Linked DNA regions of Gossypium hirsutum: all the other regions are linked to region 1. The links are chromatin contacts, called in public Hi-C maps. All regions are on one chromosome and are shown on one strand. Each heading gives the region's core, a stretch centred on a gene start, on an enhancer-like site or on the middle of the called end of the contact. The rest is flanking DNA. Distances are from core to core; before and after follow the strand shown.

Evidence for each region. Hi-C and Micro-C count contacts between places; a contact is called where the count stands out from the background.
Region 2: a Hi-C map of leaf shows a contact between it and region 1, with 5 times the contacts expected there. The contact joins the promoter of LOC107962858 here to the promoter of LOC107962866 in region 1. A contact is called at or near these places in 15 of 34 Hi-C or Micro-C datasets (callus, hypocotyl, leaf and 1 more).
Region 3: a Hi-C map of fibers shows a contact between it and region 1, with 7 times the contacts expected there. The contact joins the promoter of LOC107962852 here to the promoter of LOC107962866 in region 1. A contact is called at or near these places in 18 of 34 Hi-C or Micro-C datasets (anther, callus, fibers and 4 more).

The regions. Positions count from the first base shown.
Region 1 is chrA06:30,760,234-30,765,046 of Gossypium_hirsutum_v2.1, forward strand. LOC107962866 reads left to right here and starts at 2,504. Exons shown (of 2, transcript XM_016899420.2): 1 at 2,504-2,643; 2 at 2,965-3,506. The coding sequence starts at 2,975. The coding sequence ends at 3,361. LOC107962865 (serine hydroxymethyltransferase 3, chloroplastic) reads left to right here. Exons shown (of 11, transcript XM_016899419.2): 7 at 1-100; 8 at 222-308; 9 at 396-503; 10 at 904-976; 11 at 1,070-1,568. The coding sequence ends at 1,344. It overlaps LOC121231293 (small nucleolar RNA R38), which reads left to right and starts at 2,774; the gene lies at 2,774-2,858.
Region 2 is chrA06:29,777,770-29,782,582 of Gossypium_hirsutum_v2.1, forward strand. LOC107962858 (translation machinery-associated protein 22) reads right to left here and starts at 2,115. Exons shown (of 7, transcript XM_016899411.2): 1 at 1,806-2,115; 2 at 1,266-1,361; 3 at 1,082-1,146; 4 at 697-778; 5 at 538-605; 6 at 363-446. The coding sequence starts at 1,953.
Region 3 is chrA06:29,869,153-29,873,965 of Gossypium_hirsutum_v2.1, forward strand. LOC107962852 reads right to left here and starts at 2,060. Exons shown (of 7, transcript XM_016899396.2): 1 at 1,731-2,060; 2 at 1,464-1,566; 3 at 1,220-1,340; 4 at 729-850; 5 at 497-618; 6 at 60-219. The coding sequence starts at 1,881.

The DNA.
Region 1 (4,813 bases), core at 1,254-3,753:
GAGAGGTCCAAGAGGTGGCATGATCTTCTTCAAGAAGGACCCTGTTCTTGGAGTTGATTTGGAATCTGCTATCAATAATGCTGTTTTTCCAGGTTTACAGGTTAGTTTGATTGGTCTCCTTTGCTCCTATTACTAATCTGAATTCCCCATTCCATCCTTCTGCCGGCTTTCAAGTTATGGAACTAGTTATATCATGAGAAGCATAATGTTTGTATATGCAGGGTGGACCTCATAACCACACAATTGGAGGACTAGCAGTTTGCTTGCAACATGCACAATCACCCGAGTTCAAGGCTTACCAGAATCAGGTACTTTCCTTCAAAGATGAGTAATAAAAAATAAAGAGGCAAAGTTATGTGGTGATTAAGTCAAAATATGGGTACTTCATGCTGCAGGTAGTGTCTAATTGTAGAGCTCTTGCAAGGCGATTGGTTGAACTTGGCTATACACTAGTTTCTGGTGGTAGTGATAATCACCTTGTGCTTGTGGATCTAAGGCCATTGGTAAGTTACCATCTCTGTGAGACATGCAAACTTGAGTGGCATTTAGAAATTGACTCAAAACTGAAAACCTGACTCAACTCGACCAACCTCACACAATTTGGCTATAAAAAGTCAACAATCTGAATCCACCCAACCCAAATACAAATTGATCTGAACTCGAATTTGACCTGAACCCAAAATAACTTGGCGCAAAATGCCCTAAATAGCCCCAACCTAAATAACTTGAACCTTAAACTGACAAACCTAAAAATTCAAAAACCCAAATAAACCTGATCAAAACCAACCTGATCTGCCCAATTGACAAGTCTAGAGGCGTAGGATCTCTTGTTTTTTTTATTCTCTTGTAGACACCCTAAACTCCTTTTGCCTCCTTTATATCAATGAACTTCTCCTGCAACAGGGTATTGATGGGGCTCGGGTGGAGAAAATACTTGACATGGCCTCTATCACCTTGAACAAAAATTCGGTGCCTGGTAAGTTCTTCCTTATTCCCCTTTTTTACCATTCATTTATAATTAACTTTTTCCCTTTTTATACCAATCCTTGATACATCTCAAAATTTGCAGGGGATAAGAGTGCACTTGTGCCGGGTGGCATTCGCATTGGATCGCCTGCAATGACTACCAGAGGATTTACAGAAAAGGAATTCACGGCTATTGCTGATTTCATCCATGAGGGCGTGCAAATCACTATTGAGGCTAAGGGATTAGCTTCTGGATCAAAGGTCCAAGAGTTCTTGAAGTTTGTCTCGTATCCTGATTTTTCGTTGACGGATAAGGTGTCCAATCTTCGTAGTAGAGTCGAAGCACTTACCACCCAGTTTCCCATACCCGGCGTATGAGTGAGGTTTAATTAGTAATGAGAGACCTGGGAACATTATTATATCATAACATGGTGAAATCCAACACTGATTTCTTCCATAGATTTATGAAAATTTGAGATGTAGTGATGAAAGGGGATGAGTAACGTAGGACTTAAACGTTGGTTTGTGATGACAACCAGCAATAATTTTATCACTTTAAATGTGGTTTCTCTACAATATTAATACATATTATAATTAATTCATTATGATTCTATTTTCTTGGAAAAAAATAACTTTTTTAATTGACGATATTTTAAATTTATAAGTGGATCGATTAGTCACGCATTTCAATTTTAATATTTTTACTTTTAACCCTAGAATTTAGTATATTTATTTGGAATTTAATTGATAACCCTCAAAGTTTTTTTATTTTATTTTATTTTAGATAGAGGGGTTTGTTCAAAATAAGTATAACCTAACTCAAAATAAGTATAACCGAACTCAAAATATAAAATTTTAAAATTATATTTAATATAATAAAATATTTATTAGATTTATTTGTGTTTTTCAATTTAATAAATTATAATAGTGTTTTTAAATATGAATACCTTTTCATGTGTTAGAAAAGTTTTATTTTAGCATTTTTTAGTATATTATATATATTTTTTTAAATTTTATTTTTAAATAAAAATTAATCTAAAAAATCAAACATGGGAAGTCGAGTCAAGTCCGAGTTTACTTTTCTTAAATTAAGAACTTGAGCAAAAAAAGTAAACTCATTTTTGGGTCGAATTTAACTCAACTTAACTTATGAGCACATCTAATGATTATATTCAATATTACTATTTAAAAGTAAAGTAATAAAGTTAATCACGAACAATTTTCTAAAAGGATATTACTTAATCCAACTTAATTAAATTTTTTTGTCGAAATTATTGGACTTCAATTAAGAGTAAAAAGATTATTATTATTTTTAAAAATAATAAAATATAAAATGCTAAATATGCAAATAATATAGAAACTGATAGCAAACTTAGACTTAAATATTAAAAAAAAATTAGAGTACCCAAATATTAATTTAATCATACAATCTATATTACATTCACAAGAAGGCCAAAAGAAAAAAGGTCCATTTTCTAAGAAAAAGCCCAAACATTTGAGAAAGCTCAGCCTTAAACCCTTAACCCGAAACAAAGGGCCTCTATATAATCATCTTATACCCAATTTAGGGTTTCAAATAAACTTTGTCTCACACTCCTCTGCTTCGTTTTGTTTCTGCTGCTTCGTTTCCGTTTAGGGGAAAACCATATCGTAATCTCTTTAGGATCTCACTGCGAGGTAGGAGGCACCAGTGATAATTACTTTTTATATCCATAGGAAGATATTTCCTTCTCTGGGTTTTTCTTTTTTCGGGATTTAATCCGTTTATTCGTTGAAGATTCCTTGAAACAATTTTTTTTTGAAACGATGTTGGGAATGATGAGAAAATTTAATATTATCACAGTTATCCCTGTCTGATTTCCAGTGCTGATAATGTGTTCTCTGACACAACATTCGTATTATTTTTTCTTTTAATAAATGTATTTAATATTTCTTCAAGATTTGTTTTTGTTGATTTTAGTTCTTCGTATGCTATAATTTTTTGTTTTGAAGTTGCAGATTCAACCTAATGGCGAAGAAGGGTTCTTCAACGACGCCTTCTAGAAAAGCAGAAAATAAAAAAGAAGAATCTATTCCAGAACAGAAGAATTCAGCTTCTAAAATGGCTGGTAACGAAATCGACGAGATATTTGCAGGTAAAAAGAGGAAGAAACCCGACCCTAAAGGGTCCGAGAAACCGAACGGCGAGGAAATTTCAAAACCCAAATTGTCGAAAAAGAAGAGTAAAAAGAGTAAAGAAACCAACAGGGAAGGAGGATTCAATGAACCTTCTTCTCGGCCTCGGAAAAGAACGGCAGATGGTTTTGCAATTTACACTGAAGAAGAATTGGGTATTAGTAAATCTGGTGCAGGAAGTACGCCACTTTGCCCATTTGATTGTGATTGTTGTTTTTGATAAATGGGGTTTTGGTGTTAATTTAGTCTTTGTTACTTTAATTTTCAAATTTCAGAAATTTGAGGGTTTTAGGCTAAATATGATTGTTGTATAACGCAAGGCATGAAGTTTTTACATGAAATGCAAATTTTGATTCATTCTCTTCCATGAGCTGACTTTTTTGTTTATTTTGGTTACTAATCACACGAAAAATTTCAAAACAAAACTATTTGTTCTATTTGAGCTACAGATTGCGGGTGTTTTGTCAAGAAGGAAGCTAGTTGTAAGGGTGCTTCCCCATAAACAATAATTAGATCACCACATTCTGGCACATTAAAGTAATGGTGTTTGATATGAGACTTATTAGAGCAGTTGCATCTACTTATACTTGTATATATATTAATAATACCAAGTCCAGAGTTCTGCTTCGACGCTTGTTGCCTGTGGTATGTGTCGATATGATTCTTTTACCCAATTTCCATTGTGATCCCTAATAACAACTTCAGCTCCTCCCCTGCCAGGATTCCTCGTTGCCGAGTTTATTTTACACCAAGGTTGGGTTTCCTCCATCTCAAGAACTTAACAGGATAGGCTACTCAGTAGTTGCACGTTCAAGAAATTTGTCTAGCCTACAAGGACTGTCAAAAGTTTTGGCAAAGATGAGATGGAAGGGTATTGTGGGTTTTGTGTACCAGTTCTTGTTGTTGAGGTTATTGTCAAGTCATACATGATAATACCATTCCTGGTTCTGCACTCGTCCAACGTTGTTATAATCCAAAACTCATACGCACTGCCTAATGTAAACTTTCTAGATTCTGTGTAATTTTCAAACAAGCGCATACCTTCCTTCAACAGTTGTAATTGGCGTACTATACGTTACACTAAGGTTGAGTTGGCAGTTGAAATGAGAAGCTTTCACATCTATTCCGGAAATATCATTTCCTATTCGTCTCTCCTTAAGGGTCTCCCAATCCTGATCAATTACACAACCAAAACTTAGTCAAGCGGTTAACCCATCGTATCCCCTCGACTTGTTTTTCTTAGAGCTCCCCACGTTGGCGGCACACTAAAATTTGCACTTGTAGTGACTTGGTTGGTTACGAATATATTTAATTTAGCAAGGAGAATTTGGTGAGAATAGTGATTAAACATGAATCGGGTATTAATAGATAAAAAAGAAATAGAGTGAAATCAAAATTCAAGAATTCAGATTAAATCTGTCTATGAATCAGGTCATGATAGAATTTTAAGCTCAATTGTTAGTTTCAGACTCAATTCAAAAAATGAGCTTCATTTTTTTGTCCAAGTTGAGGCCCAAGGCTGGCCCGACGTAAACTAATTTTAAAAAAGTTATTTTATTATATAAAACAATTTGGGGGGGGGTTTATTTTGCTAAAAGTAACTAAAAATAAGTAACTACTACAACAGTGAGGATAATAAAAGCTCAAAACTCTAGTCATCACAAATTGGGGG
Region 2 (4,813 bases), core at 865-3,364, 980 kb before region 1:
TAACGCATCATAAGAAGACTCCAAAGGATGGTAATGCCATCTTTTCCAGCAAGGAGGCATGCATTAAATTTATCAGGGTGTACGAATAGTCAAATATGAAACATACAACCAAACAAATATAATCAAATTTCATCAAGTTTTAGCATTAACAATGAACAATAAAACCTCACTTTCAAGGTAATAAAGAAACATAACTCAGAATTGGAGAGTTTCATGTTGAAATGTATTTCCATGTGTAAGACCAGAGTAATGTCTTTTCTAATGGTAAAGGCAAAGAAAATAAACAAACATTGTTCCATATTTCTCATATGAAGCATTTTCATATTGAATAAAATGTAAAGTGACATTATTGAAAACATTACAGCAGGCCAGGTCTCTGTAATATATTCCACAATATCATACGATATGTCTCCTTGAACATCAATTTGCTCCTTGTCAGTTGGTCCCTAAAGGAAAACAATCATTGAAAAGCTTGTAAGAAACAAAGGAACCGATAATGGAATGAAAAAACTACAAGTAAAGATGACTTTGACGCACCTTAACAACTGATGCACCGGTGGCAAATTTCTTCCCAAGCTTTTTCGAAGCATCACTAAGCTTAATTCCTGAAAAACAACTCCTCCTAAAAAAATTAACTTGTTCTGAAAAAAACTAATAAATAGATGAAAAAGATAAAAATGTGAGAATGCAACTCACCAAATAGATCCAATCCTTTCACAATGGTGATACATTTGCGCCTATTACGTACAACCTTTTCAATGACAACTTCTTGTTTCTCCTTTTATTTGACAAAAAATGGGGAAAATTAGGAAGACTAGATATGTTATTCTCACATATAATAAACAAACCTTGTATGTAAGAGATCCACAAGCAATAACCAAAAAATTAAAGAAAAGAAAAGGAAACAGAAGAATTGGTTCCATGAAATATTGTAGCATTCATCCTTGCAGGTTACCTAAGCTAATTAATGGAAAGGTATTTAAATTTTAAACATTGGGAATCAAAAGCTTCAAAACACCCTATAAATATTATGAGCATATAATGCCTGAGGAGAAAAAAATTGAAAAAGAAGGAACTTTACTTTCTTCTTTATTTTTCCACCAGGAAGACGTTTTACATCTTCTTGTTTAGATGACACTGTGCTCCCTGAAAATTGAAAACAAACATTGGATCAGTGAAAATGAAAAAAAAGATGAATAAAACTTTTTTAAACGAATTATTTGTGATAAAATATATTTATATTTCCATATAAAGATCATTTAAACCTGGTGGAGCTGAAGATGCTGCCCCTTCAGCAGCAGAGGAAATACCAACTGATTGCAGCTGTTCAGAAACCTTCTCACCCTCCTTTTCATTAGCCTCTGAACATCAAAGAGAAATCTTTAATTAACTTACTCTATGAAACTCACATTAAAAAAAAAAAAAAGCAAAAAAGTGCCTTTCTTCTCTTATCCTTCCAATTACAGTTTAGGCAAAGTTAAAAAAAAAAGAAAAAGAAAAAGGAAACAAATAGAAGGGTGTTAAAATCATAGTAAAACAATTGACGTTAAGCATACATGTTTTTGTGTGTATATTTAGTAGCAAAATGCAAAGAATTTTTAATCATTTATCAATTCATATCAGAAAAATATCTCCAAGAAAAACCAAATTTAAACCCCAAAAAAGCCCACAAAAAAACAAAATTTCATCTTCTTTAATATCTTTGTCATCGGCAAACAGACAGAAAGGCATGGGATTAAAATTAAAAAAAAAAACTCAAGTATGCAAACTAATTAATATAGAGAAAAATAGAGGGGAAAAAAAACCTTTGAGGAGATGTGGGTAAAGGTCAGGGGCGTTGCTGATCAACCAAGGTTTACACTTTTCGAAATCAGGGCCGAATTCACAGTACTCCGCTGGAAGAGAACATATGGGACAATATAAAACTTTCACTGGTTGTGGTTTCTCTGCCATAATTTCTTCAATTCTTTTTTTTTTTTGTTACTTCTTCCCTTTGTTTTGGATATAATGGATGTAAATAATCAAAACCCAGATTTCTTTTCGTAAAGTAAAAATTCGTTTCCTTTTTCCCGGTTACAGTGCGACGCAACCGCAATCATGCAATGATGTAAAGAGAACCCGATTCTCTCTTTCTTTCTTGTTAGGGAAATAGGCCTATCTAAGTGGGCTAACTCGGGCTTGGCAGTGAGTGAATCTGGTCCGAGATGTGGCAGTGTTATTAGATTTGGTTCAGGCCCTCTTTGCTAATCCGAGTTTATATTAGATAAATTATATTTTTAGTCACTTAATTATACAAAACTTTTTATTTTTGATCATTTAATTATAAAAAATTATAATTTAATCACTAAAGTATTCAATATTTGTGTTTTTTTGGTCACTTAAACGTTAGATACCTAAAGGAAGGACGGCGTGGCTATTTTCTAAGTAACATAATAACAATTTTGGCCATTAATATTTATATATTATTTTAATTTGATCCTAATTTTAAATAATTGGAGCTCAATCTTTTTCTATTTAGTCTTAATTTTTTTAAAAAAAATCATAACATTTTCAAATTATTTTTAAAAATTCAAAAAAAAAATTTGTTAAAAAATAGAGCTTCAAAAAAGTTTTATAATATTGGTGGAAAATTCGTCCACAATTCGGAAAAGGTGTGATTAATGATATCTCAACTTTTGTTAAGCCTTAAATCCTTTGCCTAGACAATGTAAATCATTTGGCGATGCATATCGCATGTCTAATCATCCTTTTAGATTTTATGTTCATCAACTCTGCTATTAATGCAACAAACAGTTCTCTTAAATTAATTTAAGTAATTATTTTTTATTTAAAATTTATTATTTAGTCTTTAGAGATGCGGAATTATGTATTAAACTATTGTAATCAACATTTCTTCTAATCAATTTTTTCTCAACAGAAACTACAATTTGATAATTTCTTTCAAAACTTTGCCCTTACATGTTTTAAAAAATATTCAATCAAATTTTCATCATCTAGTCACTTTAATTTTTATACGTTGAACAAAAAACCAAAATTATCTTCAAATCTATTATTCTAATAGAATAAAATTACTTGACATACTATGTATAAAAAAATAATCCTTGATGAGATTTTATCGTTTCATTATCAACATTCTCATCAAATCATTTATTTCTAAGAATAATGTATTTTTCATGGAATTTAGGTTCTGTTTCCTTTTTCAATAACTATTTCTTTAGCACACTTGGTATCATTTTGGAATCCATCCTCCTTGTATTTTTCAAAAAAACTAAAGAAGACTTTTTAATTGTTTTATAGCTACATCAATTCGCATATCTTTTGATTGTAAACTATTGCTAGCCAATTCACAGCCAGTAATATTCCATACCAAATAGTCATGCCCAACCAAATTTAAAAATTTTGCTAAACATTCAACTTCACTTTGGATTTTAGGATCATCATTAACTTCATTTAATTTAAATAAAGGAACTTGAATTCTTATAGCTTTAATACTTTCAATTAGACTTTCTCAACATGTTTGTGACAATAATTTAAGAGTTAGGCTTAGCATATGATCTTGTACAATTTGCTATCTTTCATTGAAGAAGAAAATAATGAATATAAACTAGTAATATAACTTTCAAAATTAGAATATTATAACCTAGTTAGAAGCTAATTACCAATGAGCACTAGAGAAATTTAAAGAGATATTTTTCAGTCTTGATTCTTGAAAATTATATTTTTCAATTTTGGGGTCAAGAAGTACTAAAATCTTTTACAAACCTAAGAATTTTTATGAGAGTGAGAGAATTAAAATATTGGGTGCAGGAGGAAAATATGTTGTCTCATTGGTTTCAACAACTGCACTCATTTTTCATTGGCTTAATTCTTCTTTTGACCCCTCTATTATACTTCAATTGTCACTTTGGTATTTGTACTATTTTTTTTTATTAGCTTGGCCTTATACTTTCATTCTATATACCTCATTACCCACCTATATATTTTTTGTTAAAAAGGGTAAAATCAACGAATGACATTCTACCGTGTCAATTAAAGTAAAAAAAAATTAAAAAAATCTTTTAAAAACCAAAAAAATCATAAAAATTTGAGGAAAAAACCCCAAAAATCTTCGAACTTAGGAATTATTAAAAAAATTAAAAATCATAATTGTTATAAAATAAAGAAAGATGGGGAGAATAAAGAATAAACAAAATATGAAAGTAATAGAGAATATACTTTATTAATCAATGAGATGATTACAATGCTCCATCAGAGTCTCTATTTATAGGCATAAGAAAGTAGAGATCTAATTCTAATAACTATTAGAGTTTAAAGTACATTAAAACTTTATCTTAATCATGATGAACATCCACTTAATAAGATATTCATAACACTCCCCATTGGATGTCCGTTGGTAGATAATGTGCCTCGTTAAAACCTTATTAGGAAAAACCATGTGGGATAAAAACCTAATGAAGGAAAAAGAGTACACAATCTATAATACGTATAATATGCTGCCTCATTAAAAACCTTACCAAGAAAACCCAATTAGACAAAACCTCGGTTAAGGGAAAAAGTGTACAATGCATATTTACTCCCCCTTATGAAAATATTGCATACTTTCTCATATTCTACGTATTTAATCTTGAATTCTAGTTTTTCAAATGACTATTTGAATGTATTGCTAATCATTTATATCACCATTCTTTTAAAAGTCATGAATAAGGGAAATTTGGGGGAATATATTTTGATCACTTCAGGAGATTCAACAATAATCATAACAAACTTTAATCATGATTCTTTTATAAAAACACAAACAAGTATTTTGGATCAT
Region 3 (4,813 bases), core at 810-3,309, 890 kb before region 1:
CATATGAAATGCTAAAAAGCATCTAAGAATTTCCATTCTGAACCTTAAAATTTGAATACCTCGGGAATCTGCAGCTCCTATGCATAAGCATAACTGTAACCAGAACAGGGGCGATTGCAGAACACAGGTGCTCCAAGGAGTGTCCACTGATAATATAATTATTTGCGCGGTATATCTTCATGTCAGCTAGAGCTTCCATTTTGGCCAGGATGAAAACTCCTGTACCAGATTGTTATCGTATTTTTAAGCAAACCAACATTCTTGAGAGCAAGGAAAGAAAATACAATATACTCCCAATGCTTTTCGAAAACAGAGAGAACGAGAGAGTATAAAATGACATAAAGATTAAAGAAGACAATCCAAAGGAAGCATATTCCATACAGCTCCTAGCATGCTAATTGTAGTAAACCACAAATTTCTAACCCTTTTTCCACATGATTATTTGCTTGAAGTGGGATTTCCATGTGAGACGGGAAAAGGAAGACAAATGACATACCTACCGTCCAAAGCCAGTATCTAGAGTGGGTATATTTAGGTGGGAACAAAAATGTCATGATCGGAATAGCAATGCACGGAATTAACTGGAATATCATGCACAACCGAAGATCATTAAATGTTCTGCAAACAATAATCGAGTCTTATTCAGCCAAAACAAATCGAAATCTGAATGACAAGCATTGACCAATTCAGTGAACAGATGAAAAGATCATCTCAAGAAAGAATCAAACCTTGCATAACTCGTGCTTAGAACAGCAAGAACTACTAGTGAAAAAAGGCAACTTAATCCAATTCTTTCTCCGAGTCTCTCGAGTATAAAAGTAGAAAAAAGAGAGGAATAAGCAATCGTCATCTGCACATATGTGAATTAATTTGATGTTATGGAGCATTTGACAGAAATATGGTAGTAAAATTCCAAAGGGGCTATGATTGTGGATGAAATAGAATGGAAACTCATCTGCAATTTCTGATTCTTTCTATGTAAAAAGACAATAAAAACACCAAATTAGAAACAAAGCAAGTGAGATTTCAACTATTTGGCATTCAGCAATGAAGCGCAAATTCGAAGAATAGACAAAAATATAATATTGAAGTTCATGGTTTCAACTACGGCAAATAGCTGTGTTAAGAACAACATTTGAATGATGGAAACAACCATCAAGAACCGAAAGCTAGAGGAACAAATAAAAAGAATATAAAGAAGTAAAGTTGCAAGGCTAACCGGCAAGGTGTCCAGAAGTACTCGATTGTCATCAGGCCTGAGATGATAATAAGCAGAACCAAAAGCCACACTAGCAGTTCCTCCATAGAAAAGCAGCCAGCCCCACATCTCTCCTGGCAATCTGCCACCAATCCACCGTCCATAAACATCAGTTAATCAGCAAATGGTCATAAATTTATCCTTTAAAAATTACAACTTAAAGAAATCTAATTTTTTTTTTAAAAAAAGGGGGCAAGAAAACAACCTTATATTGAAAAAGCTTCCTCCTCCAAGGCAAAGAACAAACCCAAGAACACCCACAATCAGAAATGGGAAATTGGTGATCACATTCAACGTGTTAGGAACTCCTATAAGCAAAACAAAGAATGAGGAAACATAAAATTTTGCAAATTTTCCCTTTTAATGTACAATTTTCTCTTCTTCTTTTTTCCACATCCCATCCCATCCCATCCCATACCTTCACTTCACTTCACTTGTTTCTTAGAAAACACGATGTAAAAGAAAGAGTTACCTACGAAGTTGCGCATGTCAGCATAGAGATGGTTCCTGTAAGAAAGTGGGATCTTTGGAGTAACCAACATGATGAAAAGCCAACAAAGCAATGCAACTCCCCATGTTCGACTTCTTCCTCTTCCTACCTGTTGATTCACCATCCAAACCATTGTTTCCTCTTTTTTTTTTCTTTTTTCTTTGAAAGAAAAACTGTCAACTTTTCCTTCTCTGTTTCCACTGTCTATGTTTGGGTTTTTTTTTTCTTATGATCTGCTCTATACTTCCGGGGAATATTTTTCTTCGGCTTTATGTTCGATTTTGCATTTGTTTTCATTCGAATTTGACGATGTTTCATATGTGTCCCCTCCCTTTATCTTCTCCCAACATGGGCTATATAGGCCCTTTTTCTTTCTGAGGCTGTTTTCAGATTACATAGACCTGTAAATAGGATCCAAAAAAAGAAAAATAAAATTTCTTTCCTTTTGTGAAGGCCCAATCTTGAATTATGGTAAATTTCTCTAAGTTGGCACATGAAGGCATGGCTTTAAGCCTCTTGCCTTTCATTTATTCACCAAACCTATCTGTGTTTAAAATTTCAATTATATTAATCTCGGGTTTAACTTTTAGACAATCTCTCTTCCTTAATCTTTTATACAAAAATAACTTCTTTTTATATCTCATTGAGTCAATCCTTACACAAATTCTCCTTTTCTTTTTGAAATTCATTGAAAACTTCCTTTACATCAACTCAAGTAGCACAGGTGGAAACAAGCATTACAAATTTGGGGAAATTTTTATACGATTCAAACCCTAAATTTGATGTTCACAGACTTAAAATCCATATGGAATCTTACCACTGCATTAGTATTTTATTCAGAACACTGTTATATTATTGATAAAATTATAACCTTGATACAAACAATCAACAATACAATCTGGTGATAAATCAAATTAACTTTCAAAATATTATCAAGTTAAAGCCTGCAGGCTTAAATCAATATTCATTTTCATTATTATATTATATTTTTGAGTGATTGTTTAATACATAAGCGATAAAATAAAAATTTTTAACTTCTCAACCGGTGTGTAGATCTTGCTACATGTCATATTCACTTATTTATTACTTTTTTAACTACAATTTAAGGACACATTCTTTCATAAAAGAAAAAAAATTAAAGACATGACAATACCTCAACTTCACTTGTGGAGTTAAAGATTTCCATCCCTGTTAGTATATCAAATAATTATTTGTATATTTTCAATTATAGATGTCTATATATAATTTGGTTTCAATTCCTCTATTATGATTAAATATTATTATTAATCCTTATACTTTATTTGACATAAATGTCATTAATTAGTCTGAATAGTCATTAATTATTCTTGTTAAATTGTTGGTGTTGATATTTTTTCTTAAAAACATTGTTAAACCAAGGCTGTCCAAGACTGATGTTTCGACTCTTGTTCAAACACTTATTCAGACAAGACCTTAGGACAACCGAAGTGATGTGAGATGTTGACATTTTTTATTTGGGCCTTCTAATAGGATTTTACCATAAGCAAATGGATCCAAAGATGTATTTGTTTCGTCTCAACCTTGTGGACCAAAATTGATGGCTTAAAGAAGAGCCGGTCGACTTGCTTACTGGATAAGGCTTATCTTATCTTTTAGCCTTGGTGATTTATGTGTTGATTTTACTTGATTTATTGGGCTCTATCTTGGGATAAGTTTTGGAGTTTACTTATTTAGGATCATTATGCTACTAAGGATGCATTTATCTCTACAAAATATAATCAGGAAGGTGGCCTCATTTGGCCATGAATAGACAACTTATTCGCATGAATGGATGCATCTTTTGGAAGTGCTTGTAACAACCTGATTTTAAGTGGTGTCAGAAAATACAGTTTCAGAACTTCATTTCTGTAAATTGAGTTTGCGAGGATGAAATATAAAGATTAATGAAGTTGTGATGAAAAAAAATTGAAGATTGATTAAGTAATTTAACAGAGAAAATAGTTAATTAAAGCTCAAAGACTAAATTATAAAAGTCCAATCGCTATCAAGTTTTAATTTAAAAAATACTTGATTACCTAGTTAGAAATAATCCAAAGACAGAGGATGCCACGACACACCCCTGAAGCTGAGCTTGAGCCAAGCAATCTGACTTTAATGTCACAACATAGAGAGCAATGGATGTCGCGACACCAGCCTTGTACGTAAAGCATTAACGAGTTGAGGGCATTTTGGTTCGCACAATGAAATTTAATGTAAAAACGTCAGCCGAACTAGGGCTAGGGACGAGACCAACCCTAATATTATAAATAGGGTTGATCAAACACTTGAAAAACATCTTTTTTGTAACTTAGAATTTTCTTTTCAATTTAGTTCTCAGTTTTGAGTTTCTTTTGTACTTAGGATTTCTTTTCAGTTTATTTTTGTTATGCAAAGAATCTGACTTGTGTATTCAACAAACTATTTGAGGATTTCTGCACTTTAATCGTTCGAATACAAATAAGGATTTCCCTTCACTTTTACTCTTGATCTATTTCTTATGTTTACTTTATTCATCAAGTTTATATTATTTATGGGATCCATGACGAACTAATCCTCTTATGGGGGATTAGCGAGTGGACGTGGGATTAATTAATTTCTATGTAGGGTTTCTTAGTGGATCAACTATTTGGGATAGGAAGAACTTAAACCTTAGGCCTAACAACCCTAGGAAGTCATCTAGGTGGGAATTAACCCAAAATTGGTATTGCCTATTTATAAACCCCTTACCCTAATTCAATCTAGACTGTGAGGTCGAGAGATAAGTAGTTCTTGTCGACTCGTTAGTTTAGTGGAAGATCTAAAAATCCTGCTAGGTTAATGACCAGTTGGTTGAGTAGAACCCGGAATAAGAATTAGTTATGACCACCGAAGCGAGTTAGTCTCCCATGCTTAGATTTGATTGACTCACATATTAGTTCTCCAGTTTATTAGTTTATGCAAGTTTATTTCTTTTATTATAAAAACAAATATTTTTTCACTTTATGATCATCTAACTATAATTTATTTAAATTACTAATTAGATCTATTTACGTTTAAGTTAATTTTAA